2 separate regions of the Canis lupus genome follow, and region 2 is linked to region 1. A link is a contact called in public Hi-C data. All regions are on one chromosome and are shown on one strand. Each heading gives the region's core, a stretch centred on a gene start, on an enhancer-like site or on the middle of the called end of the contact. The rest is flanking DNA. Distances are from core to core; before and after follow the strand shown.

What was found. A called contact is a pair of places that touch in the nucleus more often than the background predicts.
Region 2: a Hi-C map of blood shows a contact between it and region 1, with 2.0 times the contacts expected there. The contact joins the enhancer-like site here to the promoter of ABCA1 in region 1. A contact is called at or near these places in 2 of 9 Hi-C or Micro-C datasets (amygdala and blood).

What each region holds. Positions count from the first base shown.
Region 1 is chr11:61,251,237-61,257,372 of UU_Cfam_GSD_1.0, forward strand. ABCA1 (phospholipid-transporting ATPase ABCA1) reads right to left here and starts at 2,817. Exons shown (of 50, transcript XM_038553002.1): 1 at 2,628-2,817.
Region 2 is chr11:61,417,710-61,423,845 of UU_Cfam_GSD_1.0, forward strand. All of the region lies in intron 5 of LOC111098116 (a long non-coding RNA gene), which reads right to left. Among named protein-coding and RNA genes, the nearest start is that of SLC44A1, 67 kb to the right of the region's middle. Within about 2 kb of position 2,607, at least 7 of the 20 cell types and tissues checked have an H3K27ac peak or open chromatin away from gene starts, as enhancers often do. A contact at or near this core is called in blood, where this site is marked.

The DNA of each region.
Region 1 (6,136 bases), core at 1,567-4,066:
GTAATGTCTACTATTACTTTAGGAGCTAGAAATTGAAATAGCAAAAATATTAACAATTCTCAATCACTATGAACATAGCCTAAGTCACTTGGTTTATGGGAGAATTGATCCCTAAAAAATTGATGGAAAAATATTTCAACTTCTCTCCATATAAGGGAAATACTACAGAGGGTAATAAAAAGCTGTGTTGCTGAGTCTCATTCATTTTTAATAATGTTAGCATTGAGACTTCCAAGAGCAGAGGTTGAAAACAACCAAGCCCTAACCACCCTTTTTGAACCCTAGACTGACCATTGTCTCATATGAACTGTAAATATGCCGTAAGTAAAAAAAAAAAAAAAAAAAAAAAAAAAAAAATGTGTCCATTACAGGCCTCCATTTAGATGTAGATTGAAATATTTATGAAGGTTGAGATTTCAGATGCTCATGAGGAGGAGACACACATATCACAGGTGGCCCCTTCACAATCAGATATGTCATTGTGGAACATGAGGCTTGTCCTTGCAAGGGAATTACTCTGGCTAGAACAGCAATTCTCATCCCTTAAATCATTAAGCCTGGCCAATCTGATTCTACTACTGTTGGGGTTTTTTATTTTTTGTTTTTCAAGTAGATACCAATTTGCTCTGCGTATCCAAAATTTCTTTAAACTGTCATGAATTATTTGCTGTATAGGAGCATTTGGGGAACAGGCTGACAATGAACACTCTGCACCTGAAAATTATTTTATTATCTGAAGAGGTCCTACTCCAGAACATTCTCCGTGCTTTCACACTTTGGTTTAGGAGAAGTGTCTCAAGGGAATGATTCAAACAACAGGAAACCTCCATTATTTTTGTGGCAGGTATGAGAAAAATGGGCTGAAATAAAAGGCAAGATGAGAAAGGAAGCCCTTTTTTAAAGTTAGGATTTAAGTTCTGTCTGAAAAGAAGTTCAAAACCTAGGTTGGGTCCCAAACGATTGTTTAAAAACAACAAACAAACAAACAAACAAACAAACAAAACAGTAAAACTGCTTTTGAACTTGGAAAATTTTGTAAGGTGTTCTTGGTTGGGGGGGGAGGGGGGCTGGGGCCCTTAAAAAGTGACTTGCTGATTTTCATCACCAAGGAAATGTTTCATAATATCAAATATGTCCTCTTACATGGATGTATATATACCACCCACTCTCTGTGCGAGGTGTCACTGAATAATAGTTTGGGGTTTTAAAAGCTGACGGTATCAATGCTGCAAAAGATAGGGGCCAACTGCTTCCAGGGCCAGAGGCTTCTCTCTCTCTCTCACTCTCTCTCTCTGTCTCTCACACATGCATCTTGTTCATATCCTTCTATAAGATAAGTGCTGGTAAAGCCACTACACACAGCCTCGGCTCTGGCCCGCGCCAGGACCCTTCTCCTGTAACATGGATCTGGGAATCGAAGCATCCTGATAAGGAACCACCGGACGGCCTCCTCGCCCGGGCTTCCTCCCCGTCTCCAGCCACCCGTCTCCACCGGATCTCAGTCGGAACCCCAGAGCGACAGCCCCTCCCGGAGCCCGGGCCCCCCCTCCGGCCACAGGGTCGATTCCCAGGCCCTCCGGCCAGGAGGCGCTGCGGACCGGTTCCCCGAAGCCACCGGCAGCCCGAACCCGGCCCCCCTGCATCCCCCGCCCCCCCTGCATCCCCCTCCCTCCTTGCATCCCCCCCCGCATCCCCCGCCCCCCTGCATCCCCCACTCCCCCTAGCATCCCCCTCCCTCCTTGCATCCCCCACTCCCCCCGCATCCCCCGCACCCCCCGCCCCCCTGCATCCCCTCCCTCCTTGCATCCCCCTCCCTCCTTGCATCCCCGCCCCCCTGCATCCCCCGCCTCCTCCTCCATCCCCGCCCCCCCTCCCCCCGCCCAGCCCCGCGGCGGAGCTCCGAGTTCCGCGCCGCCCGCCGGGGTTACTCCCGGTCACTCCGCGGCACCGTCTCGCCGCGGCCTCCGCACCCGTGCCCGGCCTCAGGCTGCCCCAAGAGACCAGGCGGCAAAGGGCAGGAAGGATGGGGGGCGGGGGGCCGCGCACCTCAGCTCCAGGTTTCCGCAGCCTCTTCTTCTAAGTCTTTTGTCTTTAAAAGGAACGGACCGCGACCCCAGCGGGGCGGGCGCCCCGGGGCCCCCCAAGTGGCCCGCAGCGCCGGCAGAGCCCGCTCGGGACGGCGCCCGGTCGAGTTCTCGGGGCGCAGGAAGCGCGCTGCGGGCGGTCCGGGGGCGCACGGGGCGAGCCCCAGGTCAGAGCCCGGCCAGGCCGGCCCCGGGAAGAACGGCCCGAGGCTGCGCCCCCCGCCCCCCCCCGGCCCGAGGGGTTCGCGGCCGGCTCGGGCTCTCCGCAACGAAGGGGAGCGCGGGGTGCCGGTGCGGCTCTCGGGGAGCAGCGCCCCGGTGCCACCAGGGCCCCCGCCGCGCGGCGCCCGCGCCCAGGGATGCTTCCCGGCGGAGCCCCGAGCGCGGCAGCTCCCGCGGGTCCCGGGCGCCCTCCCCACCTACGCCGCCCCCGCCCCACCCGCTGCAGGGGGCTCGGGCTGCCGCCCCCAGCCCCGCGCCTCCCCAGCCTCGGCGGCCCGTAAGCAAGATCCCTAACGCCCGGGTCGCTGGAGAGCCTCTTACCTGCTTTCCACTGTTCTGTGCGCGTCTTTGCCCCCACCCCTGGAAAACCCTTCCGGAGAAGGGGGGACACGGGGGGGGCGAGGGGCAGAGCACCCCGAGAAGCGGGCTGTGGGTGCGCCGGTCCCACCTGCCCCGGGGACGGAGGTGCCGGCCGCGCCCGCTCCCGCTCGGAATTACCGGGGTTTCGCCGCGACTAGTTCCTTTTATAGATTCGGCTGCGCCGGGCGCCGGGGTTACTACCGGTCAAAGCCCGCTCGCTCCCTCCTCCCCGCCCCCTCCCCGGCCTCTGTTTATGTAGTTCAGTCACTCAGCAGAAAGCACGTGGAGCCGCGCCCCGCCCCTTAAACGGGCGACGTCCCGCTGCTCCGGGCAGGGCGCGGGGGGCGCGGGGCGGGGGGCAGGGGCGCGGGGGGCCCCGGGAGCCCCCTGCCCCGCCCGAGCCCGCCTGCCCGGGGAGAGCGCGCAGCCCGGGGCTTGGGGCCGAGCCAGGGACTGTCTCCTTGCACGTTCCCTTGGGCCAATAGCACGGGTGGAAGCCGCTTCCTCCAAACTCGTGCTTTCAGCAGTTTTCCCCCCTTTGTTACTTCCCCCCGGTCGGAGGGATTGAGCGGCTGAAACCCCTCCGGACACCAACCCTTTAGCCTTTCCTTTCAAATGCCCAGGGTGTGGGGGAAGACGGACAGTCCTCCGGATAATTAGCAGTTTTTGTTTTCCACCACAAACCCTGACTTTGGTATTCAATAGGGGACTTATTTATTGCCTTTGGGATTCCCAGCCTGGGCCTCCCAGGTCCCTGCGAGGGCCAGTGAAAAGCCTCTTGCTCCTTCTTTTTGCAAAACGAGGGGGAGGTGGGAGGCCACAAAAAAAAAAAAAAAAAAAAAAAAAAGGAACAATGTGAATGAGTGTCCCCCTTTTTATGCTCATTATATTGGTGGGAGTCTCAGTGATAAATACACAGAGCTCGTGTTTTGGCTTCTGTAGATTTGCAAAGTGCAGCTAGAGGATCACGGTTGTGAAATTATAGAACCATTCCAGTTCTCCAGCTTCCTCCTCTGGCTTAGCCATGACACTCAGAAGCACACAGCCCATAACATTTGAGGGACAGAAGCCCAAGTGCGAATGGAGGCCCACAAACCTTGTCTAAATATTTAAATCATACAGCCAGCCAACAAAATGTAAAATAAAGGTCTCCTGCCTTGACAAAGATGTCTTTGAAGCAACCTGGAAGGGCAGGTTCACATAAAGACTCTTCAGGGTCTGACCTGAGTTTTGACAAGAATGTGGTGGAGGGGGGGGTGTCAAACCCCTTGTCTTCCCACCCCCAGCTCCATTATACTCCAGTGGGCTTCAGCTGTACAAGCCCCCACCCCTCCACACCCCTCCACACCCCTCCACACCCCACCACACTGTACTCACTAGTCAGGACCACGACTTGGAGAGAGAGGTACACACATCAGTGCTTCTGTCAGTGCTCAGGACAGATCCAGTGAGGAGGCCCATGCAGGCTCTGAAAGTGCACTTAGGGGCCTCAGGGCAAGGAATTCTGGGGTCCCTGGTCGGGTACTCCTAACTCCGGTGGCATGGCTCTGTGGCCCTGGGAGTGCTCACCCTTATGAGGAGGGCCAGAGCCAAGCCTTCTGAAGCCCAGGGCCCAGCAGCGTCTTGCCTTGGTTCAAAGGATAACTCTGGCCAAGACACTGGGTTCTGGGTCAAATGTGGCTGAACCACATGATGTGCAACTTTCTGCCTCCATTTCTCCATCTGTAAAATAGACTGTGTATACTCTCTCTCTCTCTCTCTGCCTCACAGGGATTTTCTGAAAGTGAATTTTGTTCATTTGACCTCCTTGGAAGAAGAGTACTATAAACAAAGAGGGTGTTACTAGCTGACTGTTAATGTCATTTTCAGATACCAGCCATGGCCTATGAGGTTCTTCCCCTGCCGAACCATCAAACTCCAGGCCTTGCAAAGAGTTAAAAGTAATCTCTCTGACCCTCTAGATATCAAGGAAAGCTTTCCTTGTATGATCAGGGGAATGATTAGCTCTCCTGGACTCCTCACTCCCTGCCTTACCCCCCCATCTTACACTCACCTATCAATGTGCTTAAAATCCCACCATCAAAATCATTAAAGGCTATGGTTCCCTCCAAAAAACCCCTATTAAAGTAATCACTTTGTGCTACTGGGGAATGAGTGACAGTAAATTCTGTACAAGAAAGACAAAGGTAGGATGGTGAATAAAAGAGGTGAGCCCAAGAAGAAAAGCCCCAGAGAGAGGATAGCCATTGATTTTAAATTAAATACATAAGTCTACGGTTCTAACACCAAACATGATCACTTTTTTTTTTTTTTTGAGAGGGAAGTAAGGAGGTATGGGGGGTGGGGCAGAGGGAGCAGGAGAGAGAGAGAGAGAATCTCAAGCAGGCTCCACACCCAGTGCAGAGCCTGACCTAGGCTCACAACTCTGAGATCATGACCAGAGACGAAATCAAGTCAGACGCTTAAAAACTGAGCCACTCAGGCAGCCCTGTGATCATTTTTAACAAGAACAATCTGTGGTGTCAAGAATCTGCTCACCCCTGCAAAGAATACATGAACACGCCACAATGGTGGAAACATGTTTATTAGTCTTGTTGATTTCTACCAAAAAAGAGCCCAAGTCCCCAAAGAACCCAAGTGATTTAGCCAAGTGACACAAGGACAGACATAAATGTCTGCTGATACTGAGCCCATATTTTGCAAGTGTGACAGGTTCGTATGACAAAAATACTGAATTCCAAAAGTTAGGGTGTAAGAGAATGTGTCCCTTGAGAAAGTTTGTAAACACGAATGCTCTCCCTTAAATATCATAGGCTGATTTATTCCTGAGTATGCCTCAATGAGCTTTCCTCCGACTCCTGATTCCTGCTAACACCCATATGAAAACCCCAAGTCCCCACCCTAGGTGATCTTTTCCAAATATTAAGTAGGAAGGCCCTTCTTTGTTGCTGTTACTCTAGAGAAGCTGATTCTGTAAATGTAGCCCAGGTGGCTTGAAGTTCTATTCTGAGATCACCCTGGTGTCTTCTAATTACAGACTCGCCCTTCAGCCAGCTGTGGCCTTGGAGACCCTGCTAGAGGTCATGGAACTTCAGAGAAACTCAAATTATCATTCCATTGAGACTTTTAAGTTAGGTGTTACCGAAAAGGCTTTGCTTGGATGTTGCTTTGATATGTAGTATCTATTAACTGGCCTACGCAAGTGTACACATGCACATGGTTTAAAACATAAATGATTTTCACGACACGTGTTTTTGGTTGGTATGTACAGTCTTTGGCTTCCTTTGGAAACTGAAAAAGTAGAGTATCACAGGAAGTCGATGAAGAATAAAAAAAGAAAGTATTCTAAAAATAACTTTTCAAGATGCATGTGTTACAATTAAGAACTAATAGCTGGATTTTTTGAGAATTGTTGGAGAATGTGAGGTGCCTAAAAGTTAAGGAGAAAAATAGGTAATTCTTTTTTCACG
Region 2 (6,136 bases), core at 1,357-3,856, 170 kb after region 1:
AGGGACAGATTCCTGTACAAAAAGTATGTTTGAGAAACTGCGTCTCAACCAAGTTAAATGGCTTTCTTACTCCAGGACTCCCCAAGAGGAGAATAACTTATATAGCAATTTAAGAAATGGTGAATTCGAGCAATAGAATACAATTGGTGCCATTTATAACAACTGCAGAAAAGAAACTGATCATTCTGGACAACTAGTTCAGGTATGACAAGTACATGGCTTGTTTCCCTTCATTTCTCCCTCCTGCCCCCATGGCAGGCATAACTAATTAAGTCACTGCACTCTTTGCCGACGATTCCAGATGTAGCTTCACAATCTTTAAATACCTCAAGAAGTCACTATTAGCTAATCATATCTGCATTATCAGCTTTCAAACAAAAAGATGGTTATAAACTAGCACTGGATGAAGAATAGACTAGATATTCCTCAGGGTGCAATGGATGAAGAGGGTTGAGACCAGGAAGACCTGCTAGTTAACTCCCACAGGAAGAGTTAAGGGCCAGGGACCAGATCCCAAGTGTCATTTTATCCTCAGTACCCAGCAAAGTGCCCAGCATGGTAGACTCTGGATATATTTGGTGAATTAATGAGTTAACACCAAAATCACATGATAGTGATGATTTTACATGGTCCACAGTAACTATATGCGTATATTAGCCATTAAGAAAAAATGTGTATAACTGTTCCCTATTACGGATTCAGTTTCTTTCACACTCTTTCTGCTATCTTTACCAGAATCCTAATAAAGAGCCTCATCCAGTATGGTTTAAAGAAGCACCAGGAACCACAAAGATGATAACACCAATAGACTCTGGTTTGAATCTACATTTACTTGCTATATAACCTTGAGAAAATTACTTGACTTCTCCAGGCTTCAATGTCTTCGGTTATAAAAAAGAGGATAATAATATCTACCTTGTAGGGTTGTTATAAGGATTAGGGATTTATTATGCAAAGTAACCTAATACAGTTCCTGCTTGGTCTTTTTCTATTTATGCCTCTCCTTGCTTCCAAAAGGATTTAAAGTGGCTTAAAATGTTATCCATGATGAAGTAAATATATTTAAAATAAAGAGGCAAAATTTCAAAGCAAAGGGAAAACAGTCAAAAGTAAACAAGGAGTGACTTAGAACATCTCACACACCGTAGACATACAATAAAATGGTGGTGGTGGTGAAAACAGTTTGTACTAATAACATCTGTTGTCACTGGTGCTATCATGTCTTCCTGAGGAATTCCAATCATTCTTCAAGTCCCCATCTGGGGACTAGCCCTACCAAATAGTAAACATAATATAAAAGCTCAAAAATTGGGATCCCTGGGTGGCGCAGAGGTTTGGCGCCTGCCTTTGGCCCAGGGCGCGATCCTGGAGACCCGGGATCGAATCCCACGTCGGGCTCCTGGTGCATGGAGCCTGCTTCTCCCTCTGCCTGTGTCTCTGCGCCTCTCTCTCTCTCTCTGTGACTATCATAAATAAATAAAAATTAAAAAAAAAAGCTCAAAAATTAAAAGTGTAGTATTGGTACACAGAAAAGAATAGAGCATCCATAAAAGATTTTAGATATAAAGTTGCGAGATTCTGAAAATCTCAGATACACATGAAGAAACTAAAGGAATGAGAAATTATGTAACTTGCCAGGTTCACACATCTAGTAAATTATACAACTGGGGTTTAAACACAAGCATTCTGATTCCAGAGTCCATTTTTTAACCATTAAATGATAATGTTAAAAAGCAAAGTACAGACCAGTAAGTTTACTCTGCTATTTTGGGGGTAAAAAAGGAGAAATTTAAAAACTTACTTCTACTTGCTTGTATATTCTGAAAGGATACATAAGAAACTAGTAACAGGGGGATCCCTGGGTGGCTCAGCGGTTTGGTGCCTGCCTTCAGCCCAGGGTATGGTCCTGGAGTCCCAGGATCGAGTCCCAGGATCGAGTCCCAGGATCGAGTCCCTGTGTCGGGCTCCCCATGGGAAGCCTGCTTCTCCCTCTGCCTGTGTCTCTGCCTCTCTCTCTCTGAATCTCTTGTGAATAAATTAGAAAAAAAAAAAAAACTAGTAACAGTAGTTACCTTTGGATAGCATGGGGATGGGCAGAAAAGTAACAGGGGTTAGGGGTCATATACATGTAAATTAATTTTATAATAGATGCATAAATATTTCAACTATATCAATGGATAACTTCGATAAATTAATTAAAATTAAATAAATAGAATAAACTAAATTAAATATAAAAACAGAAAGCAAATTCTCACCCGGGACAAGCCTTTTCTGGCCTCCCTGACAAGCACAGTAAGCCCACCCTTCTTCTAGGTTCTCATATCACTTGTGCCTACAACTTTTCTGGCACATACCATGTTGCACTGCCCTAATTTATGCTCTACTCCCCTGCTCACCTCACCGCCAGTCAAGCGATGAGCTCTTCAAAGGCTCTTCTGATTCTTTCATTCTTGTATGCCCAACATCTAGTGTAGTCCCTGTCATGTGGCAAACATCCAGTACATGGGGAAGAGGAAGTGGAAAAACAGAAGTGGACAGACCAGCCAAATTTGTGGTCTGAGCGCTGTGGAAAGGGGAATCGACTGGGGCCTTCATACAACAATAAGATTTTGAAGAGGAAGCGAGGAGAGAGGAAAACATAGCAACCCTTGCAGAAAAGGTGTACTCAACCCTGCTAAGACAAAGGGGTATAAGGGGTACTGTGGGCCAGTACTAATCAGGGAGAAATGAGGAAGGAGAACCCCTAGCTGAGGAAGACGTAAGCACTGAGACTCGCCCTGAAAGGGCAGGAAATACAGCAGAAGACTGACACCCTAGAAGCGAGGGCCACAGGAGATTCGACTGAAGACTTCCCACCCCTCTAAAAACAGGGCAGAGGACATGTGAAAGATTGGTATTAAAGATTTTCTAATTGCATATGCTGACCACACATTTGATCTGTTGCTTTCTGCTCATTTAAACTCTTCGTATACACTCATCTAAGGGCCAAAGGGTGATCCACATTGGTCCAGGGATCTATGTTCCCCATCAGAATAAATCCCAGATTCCATAAGTTACAGGAACTGGCCCACTCCAAGTCAGACCACACCCAACCCCTGACCCTTGAAAAACTGGGCTTTTGTAAATAACTGTGCATATCCTTATACTGTGATCCACAGGCGTAGAATTCATTATTTGTGTTGATCACCAAAACTGCAGATTCAATAGTCCTTATTTTACAGATACGCACTGGAATAGGTATAAGTGCGGTGACACAATAGCTGGGATTTGCTTCCAAAGAAAAATAAAGGAGTTCCTGGCTGGCTCAATGAGTGCAGCATGTGACTCTTGATCGGAGTCCGGAGTTCCAGCCCCATGTTGGGCATGAAGCCCACTTAAAAAAGGGAGGGAGCAAAAGAGAGAAGAAGAAGAAGAAAATAATAGGTAAAAGTAAGAAGCTTGGATTATCCAAATACCAGCCCTTAGGAAGAGAATGTGATTTATGTTAAGGATGCTTCACCCTAAGAGGTAAGTTAGTTAAATGAATAAAAAAGCAAAATCCTAGATAATATAGGAAGTGTTTGCAGAAGGAATTTTTATTTCATTGCCTCAACTCTAAGTGGCATTAGCAAATATTGCAAAGTAATGAAAGAGGCCATGAGGAAGGAGCTAGAAACACCTTCCAATATTACGGGGAAAATTCTGACATCTTAATTATACTCTGCCACCTAGTGACAAAAGAAATTTAACATACTTCCTGAGCCGGACTCCAGGGGCAGAGAGGGCTGCCCTCCGCCACCTGGACATGGGGTCAGGGCCTGAGCACTCCGAACAGGCCTCATCCCACGAGCCCTTGGGGCACCACTGCTCTGGCCACTTGTGCTCAGGACTCCAGGAGACGCTGCAAACACGGCCAAAGGCCAAAGGAGTTGTTCAGTCTACAGCTGACAGTCAGGCCGGGCCACAAGGTCCCCCCTCTATCACTTAACACAGTCCGCTGGCCCCTCTGCCACCTCCTGCCCCGTGCAACGGCTTCAATGGGAAACACACAGCGAGACTGAAAAGGCCCCCTGATGCTGGACATGGTAACCCTGAAGCTCCCAGCGCCTGGTGGCTCAGCTGGTTAAGAGCCCACCCTTGGGGACGCCCGGGTGGCTCAGCGGTTGAGCATCTGCCTTTGGCCCAGGGCGTGATCCTGGGGTACTGGGATCGAGTCCCACATGGGGCTCCCTGCATGGAGCCTGCTTCTCTCTCTGCCTGTGTCTCTGCCTGCCTCTCTCTGTGTGTCTCTCATGAATAAATAAATAAATTCTTTAAAAACAAAAAAAAGTTCTCTATTTAAAAAAAAAAAAAGAGCCCACCCTTGGCTCAGGTTGGGATCCCAGGCTCCTGGGACTGAGTCCCTCCAGGGCTCCCTGCTCAGCTCCCTTCTCCTGCTCCCCCACTTGTGTTCTCTCTCTCCATCAAATATGTAAATAAAATATTAAAAAAAAGAAAAAAGAAAACAATCCAGATGTTCCACTGTAAGAAGTAAGAGTAATACTATTATCTTCTCCCCATGAACTGGCGTAACTTTTACTCACAAATCTTAGCACACAAAATGATGGGTAAAAATTCCTATTAATGGGCGGCCCGGGTGGCTCAGGGGTTTAGCACCTGCCTTCGGCCCAGGGCGTGACCCTGGACACCCGGGATGGAGTCCCACGTCGGGCTCCCCGCATGGAGCCTGCTTCTCCCTCTGCCTCTCTCTCTGTGTCTCTCATGAATAAATAAATAAATAAAATATTTTTTTAAAAAACTATTAATTCCCGACTGTAAATTGAAGGAGCGCATGTTTTAAAAGCGCACCTTGGTCCGAGGGGTCGCAGCCTCCCGGAGGCCTGGGGCGCCTCGAGCCCCAGTGTGCCCCATAATGCACTGCGAGGGGGGCGGGCAGGTGGGGAGGAGGAGGCCGGAAGTGAGCCGGGGGCCGCTCCGGGCGGGGAGGAGGAGGCCGGAAGTGAGCCGGGGGCCGCTCCGGGCGGGGAGGAGGAGGCCGGAAGTGAGCCGGGGGCCGCTCTGGCACGTGGTCCAGCCGCACCATAGAGGTTCTGCGCCAATAGCCAAGAATCACTTTGACGCCTCCGGGGTTGTTCAGGTTTTCTCATTCTGTTGGGTTGACCCGCTCAGTCTATTTGCAGACCATTGGTGGTACAGCACTGGGGTTTAATAAGGAACTTCAGCCTCGCCCCCCTTTTTTTTGGAGATTTTATTTTTTCATGAGACACAGAGAGAGACGCAGAGACACAGGCCGGGGCTGAAGCAGGCTCCGTGCAGGGAGCCCGACCTGGGACTCGATCCCGGGACCCCGGGGTCACGACCTGGGCCGAAGGCAGATGCTCAACCGCTGAGCCGCCCGGGCGGCCCAAGGAACTTGATTGTATGGAAACTCCCCATGGATAAGATCAGAGAGTATAAAGCTAAGTGATCAGCATCTTGGGGACCTTTTTATATTGGCCCAGAGCATCAGCAAAAGCTGAAGAGGGAACTTTTTAAAGCTTAAACAGATGTAAGGTAAAACAGACATAAACACGTTCAATAACCTTGAATTTAATGATCCCAGATTCTAAAGCAACCAATCTTGAAGAGGTAGCATAAAAATTAACCTGGTTATTTGCTATGTATGGATTACGAGAAATACAACTAATTGGTATCAGACTAAACTTATATTTCACAATTGTAAAAAAAAAAAAAAGTTATCCACCTTAGATTTATTTCTGTTGCCCATCTCACCCCATCCAAAGGATTTATTAGACTTAAAGCATACATAATGAAATTTTAAATTATAAACTAAAGCAGAAACCAAACCAAAACAAAACAGAACCTAGACATAATAGTTAAATCAAAATACAACTGAGATGCAGTTTAGTGATAAGAATATGAGAATTTGTCACCAAAATATTGATATTTTGATAGGACTTTGCTACTCAAATTGTGGTTCCAAGACCAGCAACATCAACATCACCTGGGAGCTTTTCAGAAATTCAGAATCCCTGACCTATTGAATCAGAATCTGCCATTTGACAAGATTCTCCAGTGACTTTTATGTACATAAAGCTTGAGAAGAACTGATCTGCCCCCCACCTCCACCCCTCCACCAGGAAAACAGATTCAGGAG